Regions from separate parts of the Triticum aestivum genome. Here region 1 is linked to region 2. A link is a contact called in public Hi-C data. All regions are on one chromosome and are shown on one strand. Each heading gives the region's core, a stretch centred on a gene start, on an enhancer-like site or on the middle of the called end of the contact. The rest is flanking DNA. Distances are from core to core; before and after follow the strand shown.

What was found. Hi-C and Micro-C count contacts between places; a contact is called where the count stands out from the background.
Region 1: a contact with region 2 is called in a Hi-C map of leaf, with 6 times the contacts expected there. The contact joins the promoter of LOC123078935 here to the promoter of LOC123078931 in region 2. A contact is called at or near these places in 2 of 5 Hi-C or Micro-C datasets (leaf and an unstated tissue).

What each region holds. Positions count from the first base shown.
Region 1 is chr3D:365,107,112-365,113,585 of IWGSC CS RefSeq v2.1, forward strand. LOC123078935 (LEAF RUST 10 DISEASE-RESISTANCE LOCUS RECEPTOR-LIKE PROTEIN KINASE-like 2.7) reads left to right here and starts at 2,539. Exons shown (of 3, transcript XM_044501585.1): 1 at 2,539-3,462. The coding sequence starts at 2,742.
Region 2 is chr3D:364,926,938-364,933,523 of IWGSC CS RefSeq v2.1, forward strand. LOC123078931 (LEAF RUST 10 DISEASE-RESISTANCE LOCUS RECEPTOR-LIKE PROTEIN KINASE-like 2.1) reads right to left here and starts at 2,315. Exons shown (of 3, transcript XM_044501583.1): 1 at 1,504-2,315. The coding sequence starts at 2,263.

The sequences.
Region 1 (6,474 bases), core at 1,289-3,788, 180 kb after region 2:
CAACTTATGCTAAGCAAGATAAACTACTAGGTGATAGCAAGATATATGACAAGAAACAATATGGCTATCACAAAGTAAAGTGCATAAGTAAAGAGCTCGGGTAAGAGATAACCGAGGAACACGGAGACGACGATGTATCCCGAAGTTCACACCCTTGCGGATGCTAATCTCCGTTTGGAGCGGTGTGGAGGCACAATGCTCCCCAAGAAGCCACTAGGGCCACCGTAATCTCCTCACGCCCTCGCACAATGCAAGATGCCGTGATTCCACCAAGGGACCCTTGAGGGCGGTCACCGAACCCGTACAAATGGCAACCCTTGGGGGCGGTCACCGAACCCGTACACTTTGGCAACCCTTGGGGGCGGTCACCGGAACCCGTCAAATTGCTCGGGGCGATCTCCACAACCTAATTGGAGACCCCGACGCTTGCCCGGAGCTTTACACCACAATGATTGAGCTCCGAACACCACCAACCGTCTAGGGCGCCCAAGCACCCAAGAGAAACAAGCTCAAGGGTACCAAGCACCCAAGAGTAATAAGCTTCTCAACTTGTAACTTCCACGTATCACCGTGGAGAACTCAAACCGATGCACCAAATGCAATGGCAAAGGGCACACGGAGTGCCCAAGTCCTTCTCTCTCAAATCCCACCGAAGCAACTAATGCTAGGGAGGAAAATAAGAGGAAGAACAAGAAGGAGAACACCAAGAACTCCAAGATCTAGATCCAAGGGGTTCCCCTCACATAGAGGAGAAAGTGATTGGTGGAAATGTGGATCTAGATCTCCTCTCTCTTTTTCCTCAAAAACTAGCAAGAATCCATGGAGGGATTGAGAGTTAGCAAGCTCGAAGAAGGTCAACAATGGGGGAAGAACACGAGCTCAAAGGATAAGGTTCATTGAGAAGAAGACCCCCTTTTATAGAAGGGGAAAAATCCAACCGTTATGTGCTCAGCCCGCACACGAGCGGTACTACCGCTCCACGAGCGATACTACCGCTCAGGCAGAAGAAGCAGTGAAAAGGAGCAACAACACAAGAACCTTGGGGCGGTAGTGCCGCCGATAAGCGGTACTACCGCTCACCCCAGCTGTACTACCGCTGGAGGAGCAGAACACGGGACAAAAGGAGGCAGAACAGAGCAGAGTACGGTGGCAGTAGTGCAGTAGCGGTACTACCGCTCGACCGGAGCGGTACTACCGCTTATAGGCGGTACTACCGTGCCTTACTGCCGCGCGACTACCGCTGAACCCGACACGAAAAGAGCAGACCCAAAATCAAGGCGGTAGTAGAGCGGTACTGGAGCGGTACTACCGCTTGACGCTACAAGCGGTACTACCGCTGCCACCGCGGTACTACCGCAGGGAGAAAAACAGAACTGCCAAAACTTCTTCATATGAGCTCCGAATTGAGCAAACTCAAGCTTGTTGGATACAAGACGACGAGTAGCATCAAAACAGCGACTGGTTATAGTAAGAAGAGGCAGGGGAAGTATGCCAACAAATAGAGGAGTGAAACCTCCAACCGAGAAGAACCGGCATAACCTCCAACATCGAAAACATCATAGAAGATGCGAGTGAACTCCGTTTTCGATGAACTCGAGCTTGTCATCAAGATGACCATAAGCTCCAAAACTCACAAAGAGAAGAACCAAACAAGAACCAATAAAGATGATGCAAGGATGCAATGGTTTGAGCTCTCTATGAACGATACAATCAAGCTACTCATCGAGAGCCCCCCTTGATAGTACGACAATCGATCATGTAACCCGGTCTCCCAACTACCGTCATGAGACCGGTAAAATAGAAAACCTATCAAGAGCAAACTTTTGCCTTGCACATGGTCCACTTGAGCTAGATGATGACGATCTTGACTCCCTCAAGATGGACCACCTTTCTTGATTGCGTTGGCTCGATGAAGACTAGTTGATTGCTCCCCCATACTCCACTATGGGTGAGCCACCCTTCCGCACATCTTCACAAGTCCATTGTCATCACAATGGCTTCAAGCATTTGATCTCTTCGTGATGCTTTACTTGAACTTGCACACCGCAACCTAACCCCACAAAGAACCATAGAGATTGTCATCAATTACCAAAACCAAACATGGGGCACCGCATGTTCTTTCAAATGGTGGTTCAAGACTATCCTAGATAGGGGGCCCTCGAGGAAGGCTCTAGCCTCCATGCTCATGCTTGTTTTCTGGGAACTCTGAAATGAGCGCAATGCAAGAGAATGTCACTACCACGGCGACCATGGTCACTGCTAGGATAAAGGAGGAGGCTCGTATTTGGACGCTTGCACGCACTAGACACCTGTGTAATGTAATGCTGCGAGAGTAGACTCCATTCCCCCGCCTTACGGGTACCTGTTAAAACTTCTCTCCTAATTAATGAAAATGACAAATATTTTGCCTTGTTTCAAGAAAAAAGAAAGTGCTGCTTTCCCTCAAAAAGAAAAAGAAAAAGTGGTGATGTGGTGTGCTCTCGTGGGCTAAAGACTAAAGTTCTAAATCTTCCGGTGCTACAGCCCGGTAGCTTCGCCTCGCCCCTCAAGTTGGAAAAGGTCGTGGAATGGATCAGCTGCTCCCTTGACTCGTGGTCGTTGTCTCCTCTTGGCACCAAAAAATTTCCACGCACGGTAGAACAACCGATCGATTCCACCCAGCCCGACGGCCTTATTACTCCCTCGATCGATCGCCGTGGCACAGGCACCCGTTCCGGTCTTCTTCCTCAGCGATCCACGCCATGTACCATCTCCTCCTCCTCCTCCTCGTCCTGCTCCCCTTCGCCACAGCCGACGCCCACGCCGCCGCTTTCTGCAGCAACGCCACCTGCGGCGGCCAGAGCATCGCCTACCCGTTCTGGCTCGCCAACTCCGGGCCCAACTGCGGCTACCCGGGCCTGGGCGTCTCCTGCAACGAGAACACCCCGATCCTCGACGTCCAGTTCCACCAGTACAGGGTCCTGCGCATCGACTACGCCAACCGCGCCGTCTCCCTCGCCGACGTGGACGCCTGGAACACGACCTGCCCGCGGCTCAGCTTCAGCCTCTCCGTCGACCCCCGCTCATCGCTGCAGCTCACGCCCTCCAACTCCAACCTCACCCTGCTCTACAACTGCAAGGCCGGCGTCTCCCGGCCCTCCGCCGTGAAACTCGACGGGTGCCCGGAACAGAGCATGGCCTGGTACGTGCTCCCTGATGACGACGGGGCCACGGGCGACGCGCGCGCGTACGGGTGCGAGGAGGCGGTGACGACGCCGGTGCTGATGAGCCCGCGTCGTCCGGCGAACCCGTCGCTCCGTGAGGCGCTCAGCGGTGGGTTCCAGATGCGTTACGATGATCGGTCCGAGCGGTGCGGCGCATGCGAGCAGTCCGGCGGACGGTGCCGATACGGGCGCATCGAGGAGCACGGCGGGACGGGCTTCGCGTGCGTCTGCGACGATGGCGCGAACAAACTCCGGTGCGGTATGTACTATGCACTCTAATCCTAGTGATTTGCCCCTTCAGCACTGCTTAATGCATAGATTCTGCGGTCGATCTCGGATTTTCTTGGCGAACCGCTCGCGCGACTTCGCCGTGGTGGCTGTTGGGCTGATAGAATGTCTTTCCGCGCGCTTGCGAGGCACAAAATCAAAGTCTTGCGTGCTGGTAGTACGCGTTGACCTGTAGTCAGCTTGCTATTGGTCGACTGGCACGTCTCAGTCACGACTGACATTTGTGTAGAAATCGTGCAACAGGACTGACCATTCCAAATACGTTAAAACAAGAGAAAATAGGAGCTGGATATGCAATGTAGTAGAACATTTTCATTTTCTATGGTCTCCGAAGCTTCGCATTCATACACGGCTTACCAAGTCAGACGTTGAGCTATGGCCTATGGGGTTGGCAACCAGGATGTGACCAGTAGCAGTGGACGACGGCATATGATGATAGCAACCCTCCATCAGCTGTAGGACTTCCCCCGTCAGTGCCGCGCTAGTCCTACGCAGTTTCATGTTCAAAGTTGATACCGACATTTTTGTTTTCTAAGTGGCATGCTTGCACAAACTTACAGTAGGGAGCTGGTCAGTAAAAACATCAGTTGGTACATAAGTTAGGCCCGCTACGGCTTACGGGCCTCTTTCAGCTAAAGGAATTTCATACGAATTTTGGAGGATTTCAATTCATAAGAATTGTTCCTATAGTAGCTCTTCTGATCAAAGGATAGAGCATCTCGAAATCTCCAAGGCGCGCGCACACACACATATTACATGGGCGAGAGAGGAATTTTCTCTAGCGTGTCCCGCCCTCCCGCGTCACCATGGCCCAGCCGCCATCCTCCTCCGACTCTGAATGAGGTGAGCTCGCTTGGGGTGTGGCGGTTCTTCAGTCACCTCTACCCATCGGGTATGTGGTGTTTGTGGCTGACGATGTTGTTGCGCCAAGTGTGTTGGCACCTAATTCCGATTCTCTCTTAGCGAAAGAGAATTGCGGCTTGCTCGCCAGCTTGGAGCCGACTACTCCTAGATCTGGCAAGGCAATTTCTTGCCTCCTGGTCTGGAGTCCCCAACCAGGGGCAAAATCAAGAACTTTGGTGTTTGCCCATGTGCCGACATCCTAAAGGAGAAATCTCTCATGGGCAAAGGAAGGAAGAGTGGCGCGCTAGGGAAAGTGCTAGCGGCTTCTTGATGGATGGTCTTCAGTCTCTTGGCCTGTCGTCATGGTTTTGACGTGTCACTGTGGTTTTGTTGGCTCCATTGTCTTTGGTCGAGGTGTTCTTTTGGAATGTAGAGGTATCAAGGTTCATTTGTGTCATGGGGCTCATGCTTTGTGAACAGTTTGCATGTGGCTTATTCGTATCTTTTTTCTGTTTTTCATTAACTAATTAGACAATTCTCTTCTACTTAATTAATTGATGAGTCAAATATTTTGCCTTCATTAAAAAAACTTCCTTATATCAAAGGGGCCGCCCTTGGCTCCATTTCGTTAAAATGAGCGCAAGAAACCTCTTCTTAAATCTGGTCGACATTCTTTCATATTTTTTCTACAATGGATGGATTTTATTGGCTTAAAATGGAGCATCAGGAGGATACAAACATGATAAGCATACACATGGCACCTGCATAATTAGGATGCACAAAACTAACACCAATGCATGCACACAAAAACAAGGCGGCAAATAGCAAAGTCATATAAGACCAAAGCTATGCGTAGGCGGTAATTTTTTTACTGAGAACCCTGATCGACAAAGTACATCAATGATCATATCTGCATCAACCATCTCATGACACCCCATGGACAACAACGAGGTCAACAACATTGCCTTCACGAAGGGTGCGAGGCTCAAGCGCCGCCAGTAACCGTATCCACCACCCAAGGCCATATCTAAGTTTTCACCATGAAGAACCAGTCCGAGCATATCCGGACAATGCCTAGTCTTTCAACCCGGAGCTCAGGACCAGGTGCTTGAGCAGCAGCACGATCAAAGTCACTCATGTATTGACGCCGCCAATTTTTCGCGATTCCGACAGCTATGTGCGATGCATGACCACCGCCGCTGCACAACCATTCCTCAACTTGAAGTTATCATCCATAGTTTGCTTATCACGTGGCTCCAAGGTGATGCCCCCAAGCAGTAGAGAGGAGCGAAGACACCTCCATAGCCCGATCCATAAGATTTGAAGTTTCCTTCCAGAGCCAAGTCCACGGGGAGAGGTAGGAGCACAACTCCACGACGAAGCTTTCGGGAAAGATAGCGGTTCGCACGAGTGTCGCCGTTGCCAGAATCAGCCAAGGCCACAAACGGGAACTCATTCGGAGATGCATTGCCACCAACTTCCCATGTCGGCCCACCATCAACTGCAACCCAACCACCACAACATCCACCGCTGAGAGCACATCTCATGATCTACCGCCCCTGTTGAGTCTGACCCACTCAACAAAGTTGCAACACAACCACAAACTAGGAGTGCCTGCCGTCCCACGCGGAGTGGCAGCACGCCACCACCTCCCACCAATAGACCAAACCCTCCGGAGAAGGGAAGCAGCCACACCAGATCTGGACGAGCCGCTCCACTACTCGCTGCTGCAGGGACACCTTTGAGTAGTCTCGTCAAATGAAACTCCTTCGCTTAATTTGATCCATCAGTAGTCCTAGAAATGTAAGTTTGCAAAATGAATCATACTTTGGTTGTAACAAAGGTAGGAACTACAAAAACTTGCAGTGGCTACAGGTAGGGGTGGGACACGCACCTGCCCAGCCATGTTCGCCGCCCGATTGCCTCACGATCCGCAAAGATGTTCGGTCTCGCACACGGGCACCTTTTAAGTCTTATTTTCTGAAACAAACAATTTTATCGGTCATATGTTTTGAAACTTCCAATTTTGTCGGTGGTTCGTACCAAGTTTCAGAAGCGCCGATCCCAAGTTCTGAAACTTGGGTTTTTGTTGGTTGCTCGTATCAAGTTTCTTCTTTTTTTGCAAGAGCTCGTATCGTAT
Region 2 (6,586 bases), core at 1,065-3,564:
TTGGCCCTGAGTACTTGAGAGAGCAGACGGCTGAAGATACATCCCGTTTGTTGGCGATGAATGCCAGAAGGGGATTTCCAGGGATGCTTGACAGCATAGACTGCATGCACTGGGAGTGGAAGAACTGTCCTTCTGCTTGGCAAGGGCAGTATAAGGGACATGTCAGGGCTTGCACTATCATCCTAGAGGCCGTGGCGTCTCAAGATCTCTGGATCTGGCACTCCTTTTTTGGCATGGTTGGATCATACAATGATATCAACGTGCTTCAGCGCTCGCCGGTGTTTGCTAGGCTTGCCGAAGGCAACAGCCCACCGGTGAACTTTACTGTCAACGGCCACAACTACGACAAAGGATACTACCTGGGTGACGGTATCTATCCTCACTGGACCACTATTGTCAAGACAATACCCAACCCTGTCGGAGAGAAGAGGAAAAGATTTGCCTAGGAGCAAGAGAGTGCCAGGAAGGATGTCGAGCGTGCCTTTGGTGTTTTGCAATCTCGATGGGGCATCGTTCGGTATCCTGCTAATACTTGGAGCACGCAGAAACTGTGGAAGGTGATGACTGCTTGTGTGATCATGCACAATATGATCGTAGAAGACGAGCGCCCAGTACGTCTGTACGATAAAGGGTTTCAGTTTCAGGGTCAGAATGTTGTGCCTGAGCATGGAGTAGCGGCAACATTTGAACAGTTCACCCAATTTCATGAAGACATGCGTGATTGAGAAACTCACGTGCAGCTGCAAAATGATTTGATTGAGTATATGTGGGCTCATGTTGGCAACCAATAGATGTATCTTCTTTTATTCGGCTGTAAAACTATGTGAAACATTTTTATTTGCATTCGTCTTGTAAAACTATAGTATTTTTTATTCGGTAAAACTATGTTATTTAACAATATGTTTGAATGCAAATCAATGTAAATATTGGGCGGCCAGCCGGCCATGCCGGCACATATGGGTCGGCACGTTGGGCACGCCGCCGACCCAAATCTAAAAGAGGGCGGACGCAAGGCGGGCGGCCGACCCAAACGGACAAAAAGCGGACGAAACCGCCGTCCGTTTGGGTCGGCCCGTTGGAGTTACTCTAACTTCATGGGGTTCGGGTGAGGGGTTGGCCATCAAAACCTCCGGGGATCAGTTGCAGGTACAGTACTTCCTCTGTCTCATAATGTCTCATAATATAAGACGTTTTTTGACACTACACGAGAGTCAAAAAGCGTACATTATGAGACGGAGGGAGTAATACGTAAAAGGCAAGGCGCTGCACAGAAAGGGCGCTGAACAAAGCTACACGTACACAAACCTGACTGTTTTAGCTCTGAGATCCTGCAGGCGTTTGGTTCTGGCGAATGTGGCCGTGTACCCTCCATAAGTGCATCAATCAGCAGGAAGACTGGTACGTCTCCGTAATAAGTGCCACAAGATGTGTGGCGCAAGTCCACAACAGGGACTCGTTCAAACAAAAGTAATGACAAGTGAGCGATAGAAAAGTCATACGTACCGCTACCGCACTGATCCGTTGTGGGCCCGCCATCGCAGTAGCAGACGAACCCCACCCCGCCGTGCGTCTGATTGTGCCGGTAGCCGCACCACCCGCCGGAGCGCTCGCATGCGCCGCACTGCTCTGAGTGCGGGCTGTAGTTCAGCTCGAACCCGCCCTTCAGCACCTCAACGTACCTTGACGCAGGAGGCGCCTCCATCATGGCCTTCTTATGAGCGTCCAGCACCGGCGCCACCACCGCCGCCTCGCACCCGTACTCGTACGCCTCGCCCGTGTAACCATCATCGCCGGTTGACACGTACGAACTCTTGTTGTAATCTGAACAGCCGGTCAATTCCGCGGCGGAGGGCCATGAGGCGTTCTTGTTGCAGTTGTAGAAGAAGGTGATGTTGGAGTCCGAGTGCGTGAGCTGCAGCGCCGAGCCGGCGTCGATGGTGAAGTTGAAGTGGAGGTGCGGGCAGCTGGTTGCGTTGAGGGCTTCGGCCTCGACGTCGTCGACGAGGAAGACCGAGTGCGTGTCATAGTCGATGCCCGAGACTATGTACCGGTGGTGGGACTGGGCGGGGAGGATCAGGGTGGTGTTGTCCTCGCAGGCAAGGCCGAGGCCGCGGTAGCCGCAGCTGGCGGCCGAGGACGAGTTGAGCCAGAACGGGTAGGCGATGGTCAGGCCGCCGCAGGTGGCGTTGCCGCAGGTGGGTGGGTACCCGTTGGCCGCGGCGAAGAGGAGTAGGACGGCGAGGAGGAGGAGCAGGGGAGGCATCGCGGCGGTGTGGATGAGAGAGGGCGGGTGGGGGTTGGGAGGAGTCGCGCCGACTAAGCTGGCGCGATCGTAGCGCGTGAGAGTCAAGTGAGGGTGTTAGGCTGGGGGCGACAGGTGCGTCGACTGGATGTGGAAATTTCGATCCTCCACGGAGCACGCGGCAGCTCGCGGTTGCACGATCATCCAACCTTGCATCACCCGTTATTCATTGCGGACGACGACGGGGGCGCACCGCGCGCCGGTGATGGGGATGGTTGTGGGCCGGAGTGCATTTTACAGTACAGGGTGATAAAGGCGTGTTGTTAGTTATCACTGTTCGGACACCTTGCTAATTTTAGCTTTACTAGCAAAAGGGCGCTTTATCCTTAGGGTTTGGCCGTCATGTTTGGTTAGGTCAGCCCGGAGATCTTGTATTTGTCCCTGTCAACATTGTGATGCAGTAATAAAGCTTTGTGAGATTCTCAAAAAAGAAGAAGCAAAAGGACGCTGCACTGGGAGAAAAAATAATCATAATTTTCAATAACCATGACCATATTTTGTTGCATCATCGGGGTACACTACCACTCTTAATTTCGTGAAATCATAAACATTTTTTAAATTTGTGACCATTTTACAAATTTTCAAATATTTTCTAAAATAGATAACATTTTTTTAATACATGAATATTTTATACTATTTGCAAATATTTTTTAAAAATTGTGAACATTTTATTAAACAATTTTCTTGAATCGGCGAACATTTTTAGAATCGACGAACAATTATTTGGAAGTTGGTTAAACAACTTTTGAAATTCACGAACATTTATTATTTCAAATTTTTTTTTGAAATGCAAGATCATTTTTGAATCGGCGAACATTTTTGAATTTTTAGCATATTTTTTGAATTGGCAAAATTTTGTTCAATTTCATTAACATTTTCTAATACAAGAACTTTTTAAAAATCATGAACTTTTTTGATTTCCCGAACGTTTGTTTTAAAATTTCAAACATTTTCTAAATAAACAAACATTTTTTACAAAATCACGAATAATTTTTGAATTCACAAACATTTTATGATTTAATATATATTTTATTTAAAAAAATCTATTTTTTTAATTTTTCGAATTTTTTTAAAGTCACAAATTATTTAAAGTTGAAAAAAATAGAAAAGAAAAAATAAAAAGTAAAAAACAAAATTTGAAAAGTAGGCCGCTCATACATGAGTCGGCCCAAACAGGCGCGCTGCGTCTTCTCCCAGCGCGCAGAGCAGAGTATAAGAGGTCCCTATTAAATGGGCCAGCCCAGGCTGGGGAATCACATGTGTGAATTTTTTTATCACTTATAGGTAGTATTGGTGGGTAATATTTTGCAATTTTGGAGACAATTTCCATGACGTACTCCGAGAAGCAATAGTCCCTTTATTATTAAGTATATCCTCTATCCACACTAAGACCAAAATGGGTTTTTTGATTGGGTTAGGAATTCCCTCTTTTTTAATCCTTTTCTACTTTTTCTTTTCTATATCTCTAACCCACGAGCTTTCTTAATCTTATACTTTCTTAATCTTATACAATTTCCCTTCCTTTTTCTTATAGTTATACATACAATTATGTATGTATTATATGACCAACTTTCTATGGGTCACATAGACATCCAAATAGTTTTTTTTGTCTAAATTCTAGATAATGCACCTGCCGCTATTCGGCGGAGTCGAGCGCATGCACGCGAGCTGTCCGATCCTTGCGCATCTGCTACGCGACAAACTGCTAAGAAAACGATATCTTTCCTCCTCGCGATGTACCTGACGTTATTAGGTGGTGGATGGTCCCTAAGGCTTAGCCGCATGCATGTGGTGATGTCAGCCCACTTTATTCCAACTCATTTTGTTTCAAAAAGCTATAACATTTAAACTGACTGGCACAATGAAGATCCGTTTTTACTATTAGGTTTCTCACGACAAATCTTCAAAACTTGGTCACATAGTGATATGTTTTGATGAATTTTTTTCAAGAGTAATTTTGGTTCTAGTTGAGGCAATTTTAGAGCTTAACAGAAGCAGTTTTCTTGCATCATGTGTACTAGTGAAGTTACCTAGCAAGTATATCATAGATAACATAAAAACCATGTGGGACAAATTTTCATTGTATGTAGGCAACTGAGCATCATCCGCAGGCAACTTTGGAATGACATGGAGGCAACTTTCAGCACTAAAGGAAGCAACTTGCGTCACGAAATTGCATACAACATATATTATGCATACACTGTCCTATTATCGCCTATCCATATTTAGTAAAAAGAGATAAAATATTTCTCCTAGTTTTCTGTCATTGTTATGAAGTTGCCTATTACCAAAAAACCAGGGCCTTGTCCAAATGCATGTCATTTTTTGTTTGAATCAATGGGGCGATTTTTTGGGGTCAATAGATTGGCAATTATGTGAATTATGAGGATAAAGCAGTCGCTTGGATTTGTTAGAAGAGTTGCATCGTGGCGTAATAGAGTTTCTTGTTTGGTTAGGGTAGTTGCTTGGTTTTGCTTGGACAATTTTTCACGGTGTTTTTGGTAATGCAATTGCTTGGATTTGCTAGAACAACTGCTTAGAATAGTTTTGTACTGTGTTTTGGTAATACAGTTGCTTGGATTTGCTAGGATAGTTGCTTGGATTTTATCTAAGGACGGTTGCTTCGGATCTTGCTAGAACAGTTGTGTGAATTTTGCTAGGAGGACAATTGTGTTTGATTTTGCTAGAACAGTCGCTCTATGCAGATTTGTATAGTTACATAGACACAAGATATAGGGGTTGCTCATAGTGTGACGTCAAGTTGCTAGGAGGGTGAGAAGTTGCATAGGGGCATATCAGACAGTTTGCCAACATATATATAAAAGTTGTTTATATTTTTTGCATGAAGTTGCCTACAAAAACAGTAACAATTGAATAACCCTATGGTCTTTTGTGATGCCATTTTTTTTACACTTTGTGTAATATGACGTTTCACCACTTTTTCGCCTAAAGTAGTAATGCTAGAGTTCTTTCAGTTCTTTTTAACTTTTTCAACTATCATGCATGTGATGAGCGGGTTCAAGAGGAGAGGTGGCGAGAGGTTGACGAATATAGGAGTTGCTAACAAAGAAAGAAATCCAAAAAGAAGCAAGAAATATTTTTCGATTTTTCAAAGTTTTATCAAACACACAAAAAACAAATAAAAGCGAAAAATGGATATACAAAGAAAACGATGAACACCCACAAGTATAATGAATGTGTGAATATGAATAAAAGTGTTGATGAGAATCCATACTCCCCAAAGCTTAGACTTTTGGCCTAACCTGATCACTGCCAATCGTAGAATCCATCAAGTCCAGGTAGGATTTGAGTCGGTTGTCATACCCGAGCATCCCAAGGGTGGACTTCCTCTGCTGCCGCCAACTCGTTCTATAATTAATTATGTCTTCTCGCATAATAATGTATCTCCCCATGGCACTAACATAAAACAAAGAAGGAGCAGGCAGAGTAATGATATTGCGGGTACCCTGCCTAAAAACTAGGTTGTAGCGGAGGTGGATTGTCTCTATTAATAAAATCATGATCTATCATGCGTCTATAATCTAAGTAAATCTCAGGTAGCAGACGATCCTCACTATGCCTGATTATAACATTAAAGTGTTTAGCAAGGCGAGTAGCATAAATATCACCATGAATAAATACCCTTAGATCTATTTAAATGTAAGCCGCGTGCAATGGTAGCTCCTAAACTATGGCTTCTCCCACCAAAGAGTGTGCAATGTAAGATGGTGAGGTCCGAAGAGCTAAATGTTCCACCCTCCTGCCTAGCAGTCAAACATCTACTAATAAATAAAGCACAATAGCACACAACGGGAAATGCAGGCTAGCAACTCTCGCATGAGAAACCCCTCTTTTCGGCACTCATTCTTTGAAGTTGTAAAAACTTTATTCGGTAGTGTTGGGTAAAGTCGAAGTACATCTAGTCACTTCAAAAGCATCTTTAAGTGTATGACATAACCGCCTTGGGGGCTTTAATTAAAAAACCTCTTGTGTTACATGTACGCCACCTTCCAATATAATCGTTTTCAAGCCACAATATGCATCAATTTGACTTAAGATTTGGCCAAGCTGGGTCGCCTGGTTTGATGTCTACTACGCAACTTTATTCTTGTAGACACGTGTTGGGCCTCCAAGCGTAGAGTTTTATAGGACAGTAGCAATTTTCCCTCAAGTGGATGACCTAAGGTTTATCAATCCGTGGGAGGCGTAGGATGAAGATGGTCTCTCTTAAACAACCCTGCAACCAAATAATAAAAAGTCTCTTGTGTCCCCAACACACCAAGT